Linked DNA regions of Zea mays: region 1 is linked to region 2. A link is a contact called in public Hi-C data. All regions are on one chromosome and are shown on one strand. The core of a region is the stretch at or near the end of the contact, and the rest is flanking DNA. Distances in the headings are between cores, read along the strand shown. Region 1 holds the start of LOC100217040 (isovaleryl-CoA dehydrogenase). Region 2 holds the start of LOC100276972.

Region 1 (6,897 bases), core at 3,578-6,077, 140 kb before region 2:
CAATGTGCCTACAAGAGGAAGCCTCAGTCCGGCCTTACATGAGTGATGCTGTTGTGGCACTGGGATTCCTTGCAGAAATGCCTGCTGGCTATAAACACAAATCTGGACCCATACTCCAAATGAAACAAGTTGGAGATCCCTCACGAACTGGTAGCACTAAGCAAGATAAGGATGCGTACAATCGTCAAAAAGCTGTAGCTGAGGCCATTGAGTGGGGCTCACTGAGGCAGAAACAGAAGGCTCAAAATCCAGAAAAGAAAGCTCTAAGTCAAGGTATATCCCCTCCAGAAGCCAGCAGACTGTGAAACACCTCTGCTGTGCACTAGGTTACCTTCTGACTTGTAACCCTCCAATTTTGTGTAAGACTTAGGGCCAAATTGTCCCACATAGCTGAGAGTTTGTAAATGAAATTCGTCTCTCATAAAGATGTAAGGGGTATATAGTATTTGCTGTTAACATATATGTGTTGGATCAGGAAGGAATTCTTATTCCATCTTTTATACATAAAGACCAATTTTGGGTCTACAGTTATACTTAACCATTGCCCTTCTATCAAACATCTGTAGAGAAGGAAAGAGGAGCACAATGAGGTTATACTGTTACACTAATTCTATCCAACTACAATAGTTCATACTTCATCGCATTAAAAAAACTCAGGTGGGCAAGTGGCAGTAAAAGCTACAGTATCTAAAAAACTCGACCTGAAAAGCTACAGCATCTCTTTGAATCTCTTTTACTACCAGACAAAAATTTTAAGACTTAGAGCCTGTTTCGAAAGGAAGCATTACTCCATGAGTTTTTATCATAAACCCCTCACTCTAAGCAGGCCCTGACCTGCAGCATCAATATAAACACTTCAGTAATGTCCACCAAGGTACTTAGAGTCAATAGAACCATAAATCTTGAGATAGTGATCCATTATTTACTATACAGCAACAAAGTCTGGACAGAGTCTCTTGTAGTTGTAGCTTCTTATCATGGTACATCACTGAAAAACTAGAGCTGCTCAGACTTCATCAGTCTTTAAAGCAGTGTGCAGTTCTTCTTTTTCTTGAATGATGCAGGAGAGCTACATGTCATTTCATTAAGAGAAGCAGTGTGCACTTCTTAATTGTGTTTTCAGAATATTCTGATCAATAGCTGTATTCTAATTTTGTACTTTCATGTTTTCTTCCCCAAAAGAGAGATTCATATCATCATAACTATTTTATTTCTCGAACATGCAGGAGAGTTGTGTATCATATATTATCATGGCTATCAATGTAAACTTAACTTTGAAACCAGTTATGGAAAAAAATCCTGAATATCAAATTCACCACCTCAACTAGTTTGTGCCAATGTTATTATTCATCAAAAGTGGAGAAGCTACTAAAATATTCTTGATGTAAAGATTCCTTAAGCAATACCTCTATTCTGCACTCATTGAAACATTTATATTACTGTCTTGTCTACACTAATATAGTAAAATGCAACTGAACAACATTGCATAAGTCAGAGACATAAAAAACTTTATTGACAGAAAAATAGAGCCACTGCAAGCAGCAAGTACAAGTGAACTTTATTTGATGTATGTCTGCGGTTATACAAAAGCATTGAACCACAGGGGTGATTTGCTAAATATCTAAATCGCCCTCACCTCCTCCAGCTAACAATATGCTCTGATATCTGGCTTGCAAAATAGAAGTTTCAGTCCTCTTTGAAGAGCTCACGGCCAATTATCATTCTTCTTACCTCACTAGTACCGGCACCAATCTCAAACAATTTTGCATCTCTCAGGAGACGACCAGTTGGGTACTCATTTATGTACCCATTTCCACCAAGACACTGGATTGCCTGCCATAGAGAAAGAGTTAGTGGAACATATAAAATGATGCATACTGCAAATTATCAGTTCGTTATTTCTAAAAAAACTTGTTATGATTTATGATGTGTTTTTCTTGGAAGAGATTGGTCCAGTAATAACCATTTATCAGGCAAGGACAAATAGAGCTTTATCATAACTGTAACAATGCAAAATTTCCTAGGTCAACTATTGTTTTCCCAAGGGAACAAAACAGAACGGGTGTCTGCTGTTCAGTTGCATCCTTAGGAATTCATGAGAAAACAAAAACAACATAACAATATGGGTTGACGCAATTTACAACCGAAGAGAAGGTTTTTACCTGAAGTGCAACTTGGGTTGCATTTTCAGCAGCAAAGAGAATTACTCCTGCACAATCCTGAACACAAAGATATATATGAGATGAAGTTGGAGAGAGTTTATCATAATATACTTCTAACTAGTCACTTATTTTCCTTCGACAGCAGAACTACGTGCAGGTAATGCAAAAACAGAACTTCAGAGGAACAGCAATGGTATATCATAAACTTAAAAGGGTACCTTGCGATCAACTTTGCCATTATCGCAGTCCCTAGCAACTGAGTATACAAATGATCTGATGGAAAAAATGAAATTGTACCGATAAGATGTTTAAACTTGTAAGGAAAAATATTGAGCAAGATCCTACCTTGACGACTGCAACGAAGTGTACATATCAGCCATTTTCCCCTGCATTACAAGCAGACTCTTTATTGTTAGTGCTATGGCTGCTAATAAAATTATTGCAACATGAAGCACGAGAAAACAGAATACATATGACAGTTACAAGGCTTTACCTGTATGAACTGAAATTCACCAATTGGACGGCCGAATTGCTCCCTCTGGCGAACATATGGAAGTACAACATCAAGGCATGCCTGCATAAGGCCAATAGGGCCCGCAGCTAATACAAGCCTTTCCAGATCAAGCCCTGACATCATGACATAAACACCTGCCACAAGAAAAGGCATAGAGATCAAAGGTGATCCTCCAATTAAAGAACTGTTTCTAGCTTTATATGGGGTTTAGAAAATCATGGAATGAACATCTGCGAAAAGAGAAGGCATTGAGATTAGAGGTGGGCACATAGTTAAAGAACTCTTCCTTGTTCTATAGACTATAGGGAGTTTAGAAACTACTTCTGGATGAAAAGTAGACAGAATTATTGCAGTTTCCCATGTGCAGAATATCTTTGCCTTTAGAAATAGATGCTACTATAGTTCCAATCTCTGCGCCATGCACCGCACAGGCAACTAACTCAAACAACAGAGCAAATATCTGACACACATGAATGAGCTTCAAAAGTCAGGAGATAATACCTTTGCCTTCTTCACCGAGGACATTTTCGCATGGCACAAAGCAGTTCTCAAAAACAAGCTCACACCTGCAGATTAGATGGAGTTAAATTGGGCCTGAGTTCACCGCTTGTATAATTATCCTGAACAAGTAGAAACACCATACGTGTCGCTTCCTCTCATGCCAAGTTTGTCCAACTTCTGAGCAGTACTGAACCTGTAATCGTAAACATGCACCCTCAGTAACATGGTGAGAAAGCTGTAGAAATACATACACGTTCAGGTTCAATCATGTCCAATGAAGATAACGGAGTGGTTCTGTACCCGGGCATCCCTTTCTCGATTATGAATGCAGTTATTCCTTTTGACCCTGCAGCTAGATCTGTTTTTGCGTAAACAACCTGTAAAATCCCAACATGGATGAATTAGCAGGATAACAGGAGTGCAGAAAGCATAGGGGAATGAATGTAAGAAGAGCAAAAATACCAGTGTCTGAGCAGACGGGCCATTGGTGCACCACATCTTATTCCCATTAAGGACATAGCCACCGTCCACTTTCTCAGCTTTGCACTTCATGCTGACGACATCAGAGCCAGCTGAAATTACATTTCAGCAACGCGTTAGAAGGAACCTTATAGTACTGCTGGAGAAGAACAGAGCAGCAACGGGGTTGGAATGGTACTGACAGTTGGGTTCACTCATCGCCAGTGCCCCGATATGCTCCCCACTGATCAGCTTCGGAGAGAAGGCAAAAATGAAAAACGCGTGAATATAACCCGTCATGACAGAAAACATTCGAAATCCTAGCGATGTGCATCTTTTTCCTTGAGAAAACTACGGTCCTTGTGAAACATCAAACATCATGGTGATGTGAAGCAAATCCGGAAAAGCACAGCACCTTGGGCAGATACTTGAGCTTCTGCTCCGGGTTTCCGTGCCGGACCTGCACACAACAAGTAGCATTGCCGCTTGGGTGAGTAATCAAATGATTTGGTTACCGCGCGTGTCCTCTGCCTGCCATAAACAACCAGAGCGGCAGTCACGACGACTCACGAGCTGGTTGATGCAGAGGTTGGAGTGCGCGCCGTAGGAGAGGCCGACGGCGCCGGATGCCCTGGTGATCTCCTCCATGGCGATGCAGTGGTACATGTACCCGAGCCCCATCCCGCCGTACTCCTCGGGCGCGGTGAGGCCGTGGAGGTTGAAGTCTCCCATGAGCCTCCACAGGTCCACGTCCCGCGGGAAGTGGTTGGAGGCGTCGATGGCCGCGGCGCGCGGCGCGATGGCCTCCTGCGCGAACTTGCGCACGCTCTCCTTGAACTGGCGGCGGGGTGCAAGGGGGCGGGCGGGCGAGGAATTGGGTCGATCAGGCATGGGGCGAGGCGCAATGGCGGCGGGCCCGCCGAGTGGGAAGTGGAGAGAGCGAGCGCATGACGCACCTGCTCCTGCGTGTCGTCGAAGAGGAGGGAGGACGTGGCGAGGAGCCGCGCCGCGCCGCCGCCGGGCGCCGCGCGGCGGAGGAGCGCCGGGAGCCACCGCTGCATCGCCGGTCGGGGCGGGCCTGGTCGGAGCGCGCAGCGCAGCACGTAAGCAAAGCAAAGCGAACCAAACCACCGGCTGGCTTGTCAATGCGAGAGGCTACCTAATACGCAGTAGTGCGGAGAGAGAGCGGAGGGGATAGTGTAGTGGTGGTGAGTTGTAGGAGTAGCGTCTGGTATCGTCTTCCTTCCCCCTCATCCGGATGAGCTGGAGCTGGAGGCGGCGGCGCAATGATGGGCTCGGGCTGGGAGCCGGCCAGGGAGCTGCCGGCCTGATCGCATTGGATCCACCGACCGGACTGCATGGGATTGGGATTGTATCGGATCCACATCCACTTATCCACACGAGCCTATTGTGTTGAGAGGGACGGATGTGGATTAGTTAACTCTTTTATAAGTTAAAACCTTTTTAAATCTTATCTAATCCCCTTCGGTCTCCTAAGGTCTGAATGGGCGCAGAGTTCAGAGCAGAATATTATGATGACGTGACTCAGTGGGTGTTTGGTTTCTAGGGACTAATGTTTAGTCCCTTCATTTTATTACTTTTTAGTGTATAAATTGCTAAATATAGAAAATAAAATAAAGTTTTAGTTTCTATATTTGGCAATTTTGGAACTAAAATGGAATAAAATCTAGGGACTAAACATTAGTCCCTAGAAACCAAACACCCCCTCATATGAGATCGCCACGCCACGGCGCCAAAGCAAACCAAATTGAAATTGAGCACGCAAGAGACCATGCAACCGGGACAAAATAATAGACGTAACCGAACATACTAGTATATATTAAGCATCTCAAAATGTGTTTTAAAATAATATCTTAAAAATTGACATACTGCATCATTCAAAATATCTAGGACATTAAAAATAAATTGAGCTCCAATGATTAGACCCTGAATCATGTATTGCATTATCAAGATAAAAAATGTTTAGAATAAATTGGAAAACAAAAAAAATAGGCACTAATATGAAGTGTAGTATATTTGGGTTAATCATAGTATGATCTATAGATTTCTTTTAAAAAAATATATATAAAATATATGATTGTTGTAGTTGTCTTTTATGAGTTAAGCTCTATATTATCGAAATAGAACACTGTTATTAGAGACACTTGATTCTCTACGGAGGAATTGCCGAGCTGGCTCGCCTATCAAAGCAAGTGGAATCTTGCCCGCATGCTCTCGAGATGATAAGGTGGGGAACCAGACACGTTTCTTGGCTCGCTATCCCCTTTTGGGCAAGACATTATTCATTGTGATGATGGTGTAATAAAGAAACCAAGCATCAGCATCCGCTAAGGGCATGTACAGTGGTGTTTAATGTGGGGGCTCTTAAGGTGTTTTAGGGGGTTATTTGCAAAATAATCTTAGAGCCGTCTCTCCGTGAAGAGACGCCTCTGGCTCGTAAACCAAGTAACAATAGACGCCTCACTTCCCACTGTACGAATTTGTCGTCTGTTCTATCGATCTGATGCTATACAAATACATTTAATTCTGTATTTATTAATAGACTACGTTTATAGATACTCCATTGTACAATAGAGTCTCTTAGTTGTCTCCTGTGCTTGGAGAACCGTTTTGGTGTCTCTCCACTGTACACGTCACGTGCCTCTTCCGTGGACCGGCCTGCCTGGCTGAGGATCAAGATGGTCAGGTGATCAGGCAAGGCAAGGCCGTCGCAGACGAATGGGCCGACAAGTTCTCTGCTTGTCCAGCGGCCAAGAGAGAAGCACAAAGCGTTGTGGATGGATACGGCCCACGAGTTGGAGGAGGTCGGCCTGACACTGGCCGGGTGGTTTCCGTACGTACAGTTTAGGCCCACGGCCCACCTCCCATCGTCAACGCTGCTCATCGTCTCACACCATCCATCGCTGACTCTAGGCGGGCTACTTTCTATCAGTACCAGACAGACTCTGAACAAGGACCTGTAAATGATCTTGTCCTCTATATTTAGCGTCTCCTTTCATCCGAAAGGTGTCCAGCAGCATCCGCTACCCAGACCGCTAAAATATAACGCTTGCTATGCATCCGCTACATTTGGAGATTTCATGGAGATTCTCTATCCGTCGAAACCAACAGCCCACCACTATGCTCGTGTGCCTCGAGTGCCACAGAGGACGACGAGCGTGCGACTGCCAGGGAGGAGGACAAGCGCGCGGTGCCGCTAATTTTAAGTAATTGCTAATTTGTGACTGGTAGTTAAAGCGA
Region 2 (7,126 bases), core at 3,788-6,287:
CCTTGGGCGAGCATGGCCTCACACTGTCGCTCCAACTCATCCTTCTGTAGTTGCGCGTACCGGTACGACCATATTGCCACCGGAGCGGTATCGGGCAGCAGGTGTATGCGGTGGTCGTATGGGCGCGCCGGGGGTAGCCCCGTAGGCTCGTCGAAGATAGCGTCGTGTTGCCGAAGGATGACGTCCATGAGGGGCTGCTGAGCGGCGTCGGAGACGGCCACAGCAAGCTGCTGAGGGGCAGGCGGCTGCGAGGCATGCACGCCCTGCCAGCATATATGTCGGCCCTGGTGCAGGAACGATAGGGTCAGCTCCTGAAAGTTCCACTGGATGGTTCCCAGCGTCTCCAAGAAGTCCACGCCTAGAATGAAGTCAAAGCAGTCGAGGTTCATCCCGACACATGTGATGGAGAAGGCCTCGGAGCCGATGACGATGGGAACGTCACGGGCTATTCCTACACACGGTAGGCGGTCACCATTTGCTACAGTAACCCCGGAGGTGTTCACCACCCTCCATAGGTAGCTTGAGGCGACGCATCGTGTCCCCATTGAGGAAATTATGGGTTGACCTGTGTCCAGGAGCGCCAACAGCCGCTTTCCTTTTATCATGATGGAAAGCAGCAGGGTCTTCTCCGTGCGGATGCCTGCGAGGGCATGCAGTGAGACCACAAGCGTGTTGGCCCCGGCAACATCAGCAGCCACTGGTGTCCCCAGGAAGTCGGCGTTTGGCTCCATCGCACCTCGCCGGTCGCGTCGTTAATGAAGTCATCCACCTCGAGGTAGAAGAGTCGCAAGCACATGTGTCCCCGGACGTAGGGCTCATCGCAGTTGAAGCAGAGCCCTTGTCGGCGCTGCTCCTGTTGTTCGGCTGGGGTGAGGCGGTGGAATTGGCGCGCCAGGGGATTGCCCTCTTCGGCGACTGCAGCACCGGCCAGTGACGTAGGGGCGTTGCTGGCAGAGCGTGTCTAGGAGCATGAGACCGTTGCGATGGCCGCGCCCCGCGTGGCTGAGGTGGTGGCATGGCTGCCGCGCGGCGCTCAAATGCACGTGCCAAGTACATGGCTGTCTGCAGGTCTTGTGGTGCTCGCATTTTGACGTCCACCCGGAGATATTCGGGAAGGCCACCCACGAACAGTTCCGTCTTCTGCAGAGGGGAGATGTCGCGCGCTCGACATAGCAACGCCAGGAAGCGGTCCGAGTATTCCTGGACCGTAGACAAGAAGGAAAGGCGTCCCAGCTCGGCGATGTGTGAGCCTCGTACTGGCAGTCCGAAGCAGAGACGACACAATTCAGCGAAGCGGTCCCAAGGAGGCATGCCCTCATCGTGCTCCAGGGCGTAGTACCACGTCTGCGCAGGCCCTTGAGGTGGTATGATGCCAGCCATGTGCGATCAGAGGTCGGAGTGTGTTGTCCCCTAAAGAATTGCTCATAATGATTGAGCCAATTCAATGGGTCTTTGGATACATAATATGTGGCGAACTCCAGCTTATAAAAACATGGGGAGAGACGAGCATCGACATCCTCGTAAGCCCTAGCCTCCATGCCAGCATCATGGTTGTGCGCATGGTAGGGTGACCATGTGGTCGCTGCGGCCAAGACGTGGGGCAGCAGGCTGCTGCACTCTTGGGAGAGCAGACTGTCTATCCCGTCGTACAGCGTACCATTGGCTGCGGAACCGCAATGCCCCCCAGCGGTGCTGCCCGGCAAGGAGGGGGTAATCATCGGCCGTGGCGAGGCCAACGAGTAGACGGGGGCAGCCACCATGGTATTGCCATAGGCCCACAACGGGATTGGTGAAGGCGATGACGGAAACTTGATGTGGTGGATTGGGGTGGAGGATTGCGGTGGCGCTATGGACGACGGGCCCGGCTCTATGGGCATGTCGTAGGGGTAGGACCGTAGGAGGTGGTTTGTAGTGGTACATATTGCAGTGGTGCGGATGGGTTAGTGAGGACCAGCCACGAAGCAGATGGCAGCGGCGCGGTTAGGGTTGGTGGCGTCGGTTGGGTATTTGGGGGTCGGGAGGCTGATCTGTCCTGACAGCAGTGTGCTTAAGGTGTCCTGGACGTAGCGCATGCAGTGGCTCAGGTCGACCAGCGTTGCCACGATTTTTGCGGACATGAGGACCGACGTCGGCGGCGTGACCGACCCCGAGAAGGTGGAGGCCAGCGCTCCCGTATCGGCGAGCATCATGGCTCCCGACGAAGAAGGGGTTGCGACCAGTGCGCTAGACGTTGCCGGAGGTCCGCCTGATGCTGGCGGCAGCTGCTGCCTGGGGGCAGCGGCAGAGCTCATGATCGTCGAGTCCTCTGATACCAGATTGGTAGAAGTCGCGTTCCCTAGGCTGACCGATCTGAGATTGTGGTGATGAGAGATCGGTAGTCTAGGGATTAGTCGCGAGGGACGGCGGCCCGGCGCCGTGGTTGAGGGCGCAACTCAATAGGAGGCGGCTAGGGTATTTGGGATCTCCCGACTCCCTTAAGTAAGTTGAAAACAATCTTGTTTCTGCTTGCTTTCTTCCAATAGTGTGTGTATATATATAACTTTCTCAAGTCTATCTAATAGCTCTCAAGTCTATCTAATAGCTCTGGATAAGTCTAACTATCTAAATAAACCTCTCAGCTAACTATGGGTCTTGGCCTACCCTAGCCGACCGGCTATCAGCCCCTAATGGGCTGCGGCCCCTAACATGTCTCGATGTACATAACAGTAACCCATGAGGCCACAACAGAGAATGGTTTAGAGCATTAGAAGCCTGAACCCAGCTGAAACTTGTTATTTCTAGTAAACTGTTATCTTCATGTTCAAAGTATTGAAAACCACTCAGCAGGATTTAAAAAGCTTGTATTTGACTGAAGCTAACCGTTTCAAAGATGCCTAGAACAGTAGAACCCTTGAGGGCATCCTTTCATGGATGTATTGAGGCCATCCTTTCATGGATGTAGAGGACCAATCTTGCAGTTGAGGAAGTCAGACCATGCAAAGGACACGGATCATTATGTAGCAACCACACGCAAGTATGAACCGAAATTGTCAAGGAGCTCCGTTTTGGAGAGGTGGGACAAAAGTAATGCAGACAGGAACTGAGACAGAATGAACGAAGAGTGACACTTGTGATGAGTGGAGACAGTGGACTACGGAATATAAATCTGCATCAGGTTCATGAATGTCTTTTTTTTCAGAATCACAACTATCGTTAAGATATTTTTCAATCCAATGTAAAATTGTATTCAATACATCAAAATTTCAAAACTGCTGGAAAAGATGACCAAGAGGTAGTTGGGACGTAGATCAAAAGACTAGCAAGCATTAGTTGCTTGAATACTGACAGTACAAATTATGTATCATAGAACAAGTGTACCAAAACTATATATTGCAGACAACAGCCATCTCAGATGTCAAGCACACAGATACCATCGCATCACTTATTCTAAATTACATCAAAAGTAAACAAACTCCAAACATGGTCTAATGAGAGTCTGTATTAAAAAAACAGTTCCGGCATTTGATATTACTGTTGAAAGAAGTGGTACTGGTCTTCCATTCCATCACAAAGAATTGTGACAATTTAAACTATGTAGGAACAAAGGAGGAGAAAATAGAGCAGCAGAAACAGGTTAGACGCCTTGCCATTTTCCAGAGCAGGCCCTTATGCCATTACAGCTTTAACGTCTTCCTCAATCTGTTTTAGCTCTATCAACCTTGCTGCCCATGCCCGCTCTCTTGCCACAGCAGCCATCTTCCTTTCTGTTCGTTCTGCCTCCTTTCTCTTAACAGCAGCAGAATACTGAGCTCTGCGCTTCTTCTTCTCAGCCTGTACAAGTAACACATGCATTTTAAGTGTTTCATTAGAAACTATAAGGGCGATACATCAGCTCTAACTAGAAACGTAGAGCTCAGATCCAGGTAACACTACTCAGCCATATCGACTGAGTTGCTTTGGTCGATATTTCAGTTTACTCATGTATCTCTATGCCAGGCTTGGGTTATGCCATTCACTTGCTTGGGTCCAGGAAAATGAAGAGATTGTAAAATAGTGAATCAAAAGAAGGTTGATTTTAAACTCTGCTGAGCACCGCTGGAATTGACTGGGTGGCATAAAAAGTTATTGTGCAGATCCGTTTCATGGTGACACTTGGGACTGCTAGGCGACATCTACCTATCAACTCTCAAGATTTTATTGGTGAAAAAAATTCCCCTTCCAGCATAAAGGAAAATCAAGCTAGGCTTACATAGCATAAAACAGAATACCGTAGCAGTAAATCAACAGTAAATCGACAGTAACGGCTATAGAGAATGCAAAGGGCATTCACCATGATAAAGTCCTTGCGCTGCTTGATCCGCTTCTTCTCCTTCCTCCCTCGTACGCTCCCTTGGTTCGGCTGACTAACTGGTATGGGCTCGTCAGGCTTGCACTTCACCCAGTAGTACGGACCTGCGGACGAGCAGCAGCATGGACATTAGTGACAGAACTGAACAAGCGGACGAACGGCGTTGAACCTATCAGGGACCCCAGCAGAAACTCTGTAAATAAACTACAAGAACACAGCCACGCTCCAATCGAGCAGCGAAAATAAGAGGAATGATATAGAACAGATGCAAAACTAGCCAGATCGAAGCGTCAGGACAGCTAGAAACGAAAGGCCGGAGAATTCCTCCACACCTTTGGGGCGCAAGCTAGCCCTCTTCCGGCGGTTGGCGAAGCCCGGCCGGCGCTTCGGGAACCGGGTGTCCATGAGCCCGCCGAACAGGGTGGCCCCCATGGGCGGCGCCTGCGACGCGGTGGCGGCGGCGGCGGAGAAGGAGCGGAGCCCGATCGGGTCCAGGAACCGACGAGGAGCGGGCGGAGGAGGTAGTGGGTGCGGGGCGCGACGGGGGAGAACCGCCGCCGGCGAGGAGAGCGCCGGAAGGGCTCGCCGGAGCGCTCGGAGTAGCGCCATTGGAGACGGTTCTAGAAGGTCGCTGCCCTGATGGGCTAGGGTTTTTAGCAGGGAATGGTGTGCGACGCTGCTCAGGGGCGACCGGGCGAGTGTGCTGCTGCGTTCAAATTGTGTATTTTTGGTTCTACGCAAACGGTGTACCAAAGGCGTACTCCTTCTAGTCCCCACTCGCAGAGAATATACTCCACCACTCACTCTTCAGACTTCATGTACTCAACGAGTATATAATTTAATTGGATTTACTAAAAGAATATACATAATATAGAGTTAATATATGATATTCGTTTGGTATTATGAATATTAATACTTTTTTATACACACTACTTAAAATAAATATTACTTCCTCCATTTCAATTATAATTCGTTTGACTTTTTTACCCTAGTTTTGACCAGCTTGCTTTATTAAAAAATCATATTTATTGCTAATTTTTACTGTAACATTGTTTAGCATATAATATACTTTAAGTACGATTTTTTTATTTTTTAAAAAATGAATAAGACGAGTCGATCAAACTTGACACAAAAAATCAAATAAATTATAATTTGGGACACAGGCAGCATTACTTTTTATAGTGTTACACGTGAAAGCCTTCGAGTCTCTTTTCTAAGAATTTGACTGTGGAAAGAATATGGGCATCGTGAGTATTACATGTGCAGGAAGATGAAGATGTAGTATTTAGACTTAAAAAAAGTGACGGATTCCTACTATAAGTCGCCTAGAGGGGGTGAATAGGCGAAACCTGTGAATTATAACTCTAAACCCAGACTTGATCCCTTGATTAGTGGTTAGAACAATATGCACAATTTATCGGAGTATAAAACTAAGTCCTTTGCTTGCAAAGAGTATTGCTTTAAAAGAATGCGGAATTAACAAAAGCAATACTACTAAGAATGTTTATAGAGAATAATGCAAGAGGGCTTAGATGAGAAGATAAATAACACAAGTTCTTTCTTGCAAGGCGTTACTTCTCTGAATGAGAATTTAACTCAAAGCAACACAAAGTAATATTAATAAAGGATAGTGCAACAGAACTTAGAGAAGGAGAAAACGAACAAATCACAAGCAATAAACACAAGTGACACGGGTGATTTGTTTTACCGAGGTTCGGTTCACCAAGAACCTAATTCCCGTTGAGGAGTCCACTAAGGACGAGTCTTTTTTAACCCTTTCCCTCTCTCCACCGATCACCAAGACCGGCGAGTGCTTCTTCTTAATCTCAAGGATCACTAATACCCCGCAAGGACCACCACACACTTAGGTGTCTCTTGCTAGCGTTACAAGTCTCCAAAAAGTTTGGTGGAAGATGAATGGGAGTCAAAACTCCACGCTCAAATAATCACAAGATGTAGCACACACTTTCTCTCAATGACTTTCATAAGGCACTATCGCTAAACACACACGAGTAGCTCTCTTTCGCTTGATCTCTCTTTTGTGGCACTTGTGAGGCTTTGATGTGGGCTAAATCTTGTGTATGAGATAGATCAATGAATGGAGGTGGTTGGGAGGGCTTAAATATGTCTACTATATGCCTTGATATGTTGCTTGGGCTCCCACACCTTGAAATGGCCGGTTGGGGTGGTATTTATAGCCTCCAACCCCCCCCAAATAGTCGTTGGACAGAAAGCAAGCTTTCTATCGGTGGGCGCACCGGACAGTCCGGTGTGCACCGGACACAACACTGTTCAGTGTCCGGTGCCTGCCATGTCAGTTGCCTGTTGGAGTCGACTGTTGGATTTGTCTTCCCTGAGGTGGACCAGACAGTCCGGTGCGACTGACTTTCTCTGACCGCTTCTGCTCTTCTGTCCTTTCTGACCGCGTAGCAGTCGACCGTTGGCAAAGATGACCGTTGGCCCTAGGCTCACCGGACATTCCAATGAATTTTAGCCACGGGCGCTGAGTTTTTCCCGAGAGCGGTCGGTTCGCTGGGCGTGCCCGCCTGGGCACCAGACAGTCCGGTGCACCATAGGCTGGTGTAAACTTGTCTTATCCCGTTGTTGGATTTCTTCGCTGACTCTCTTGAGCTTCTCTTGATCTTGAGTCTTGGACTTTTGCTTCTTTTATGTCTTCATTTTGAGGTGTTGTATTCTCATCTTCTTAGTCCAATCCTCTTTGCATTTTGATTCTTTTACTCATATATCTTCTTTTGCTCAATACTTGCTCCACAATAGTGATATGTTGATTTCGAGCTT

What was found. A called contact is a pair of places that touch in the nucleus more often than the background predicts.
Region 1: a contact with region 2 is called in a Hi-C map of tassel, with 3 times the contacts expected there. The contact joins the promoter of LOC100217040 here to the promoter of LOC100276972 in region 2. A contact is called at or near these places in 2 of 25 Hi-C or Micro-C datasets (ear and tassel).

The regions. Positions count from the first base shown.
Region 1 is chr6:34,856,652-34,863,548 of Zm-B73-REFERENCE-NAM-5.0, reverse strand. LOC100217040 (isovaleryl-CoA dehydrogenase) reads right to left here and starts at 4,827. Exons shown (of 12, transcript NM_001143412.1): 1 at 4,207-4,827; 2 at 4,052-4,096; 3 at 3,840-3,888; 4 at 3,640-3,749; 5 at 3,478-3,554; 6 at 3,320-3,370; 7 at 3,178-3,242; 8 at 2,656-2,810; 9 at 2,508-2,548; 10 at 2,381-2,435; 11 at 2,163-2,219; 12 at 1,416-1,833. The coding sequence starts at 4,527. The coding sequence ends at 1,687. It overlaps LOC100285889, which reads left to right. Exons shown (of 5, transcript NM_001158779.2): 5 at 1-886. The coding sequence ends at 305.
Region 2 is chr6:34,712,398-34,719,523 of Zm-B73-REFERENCE-NAM-5.0, reverse strand. It overlaps LOC100276972, which reads right to left and starts at 5,037. Exons shown (of 3, transcript NM_001150655.2): 1 at 4,660-5,037; 2 at 4,310-4,431; 3 at 3,286-3,810. The coding sequence starts at 4,936. The coding sequence ends at 3,646.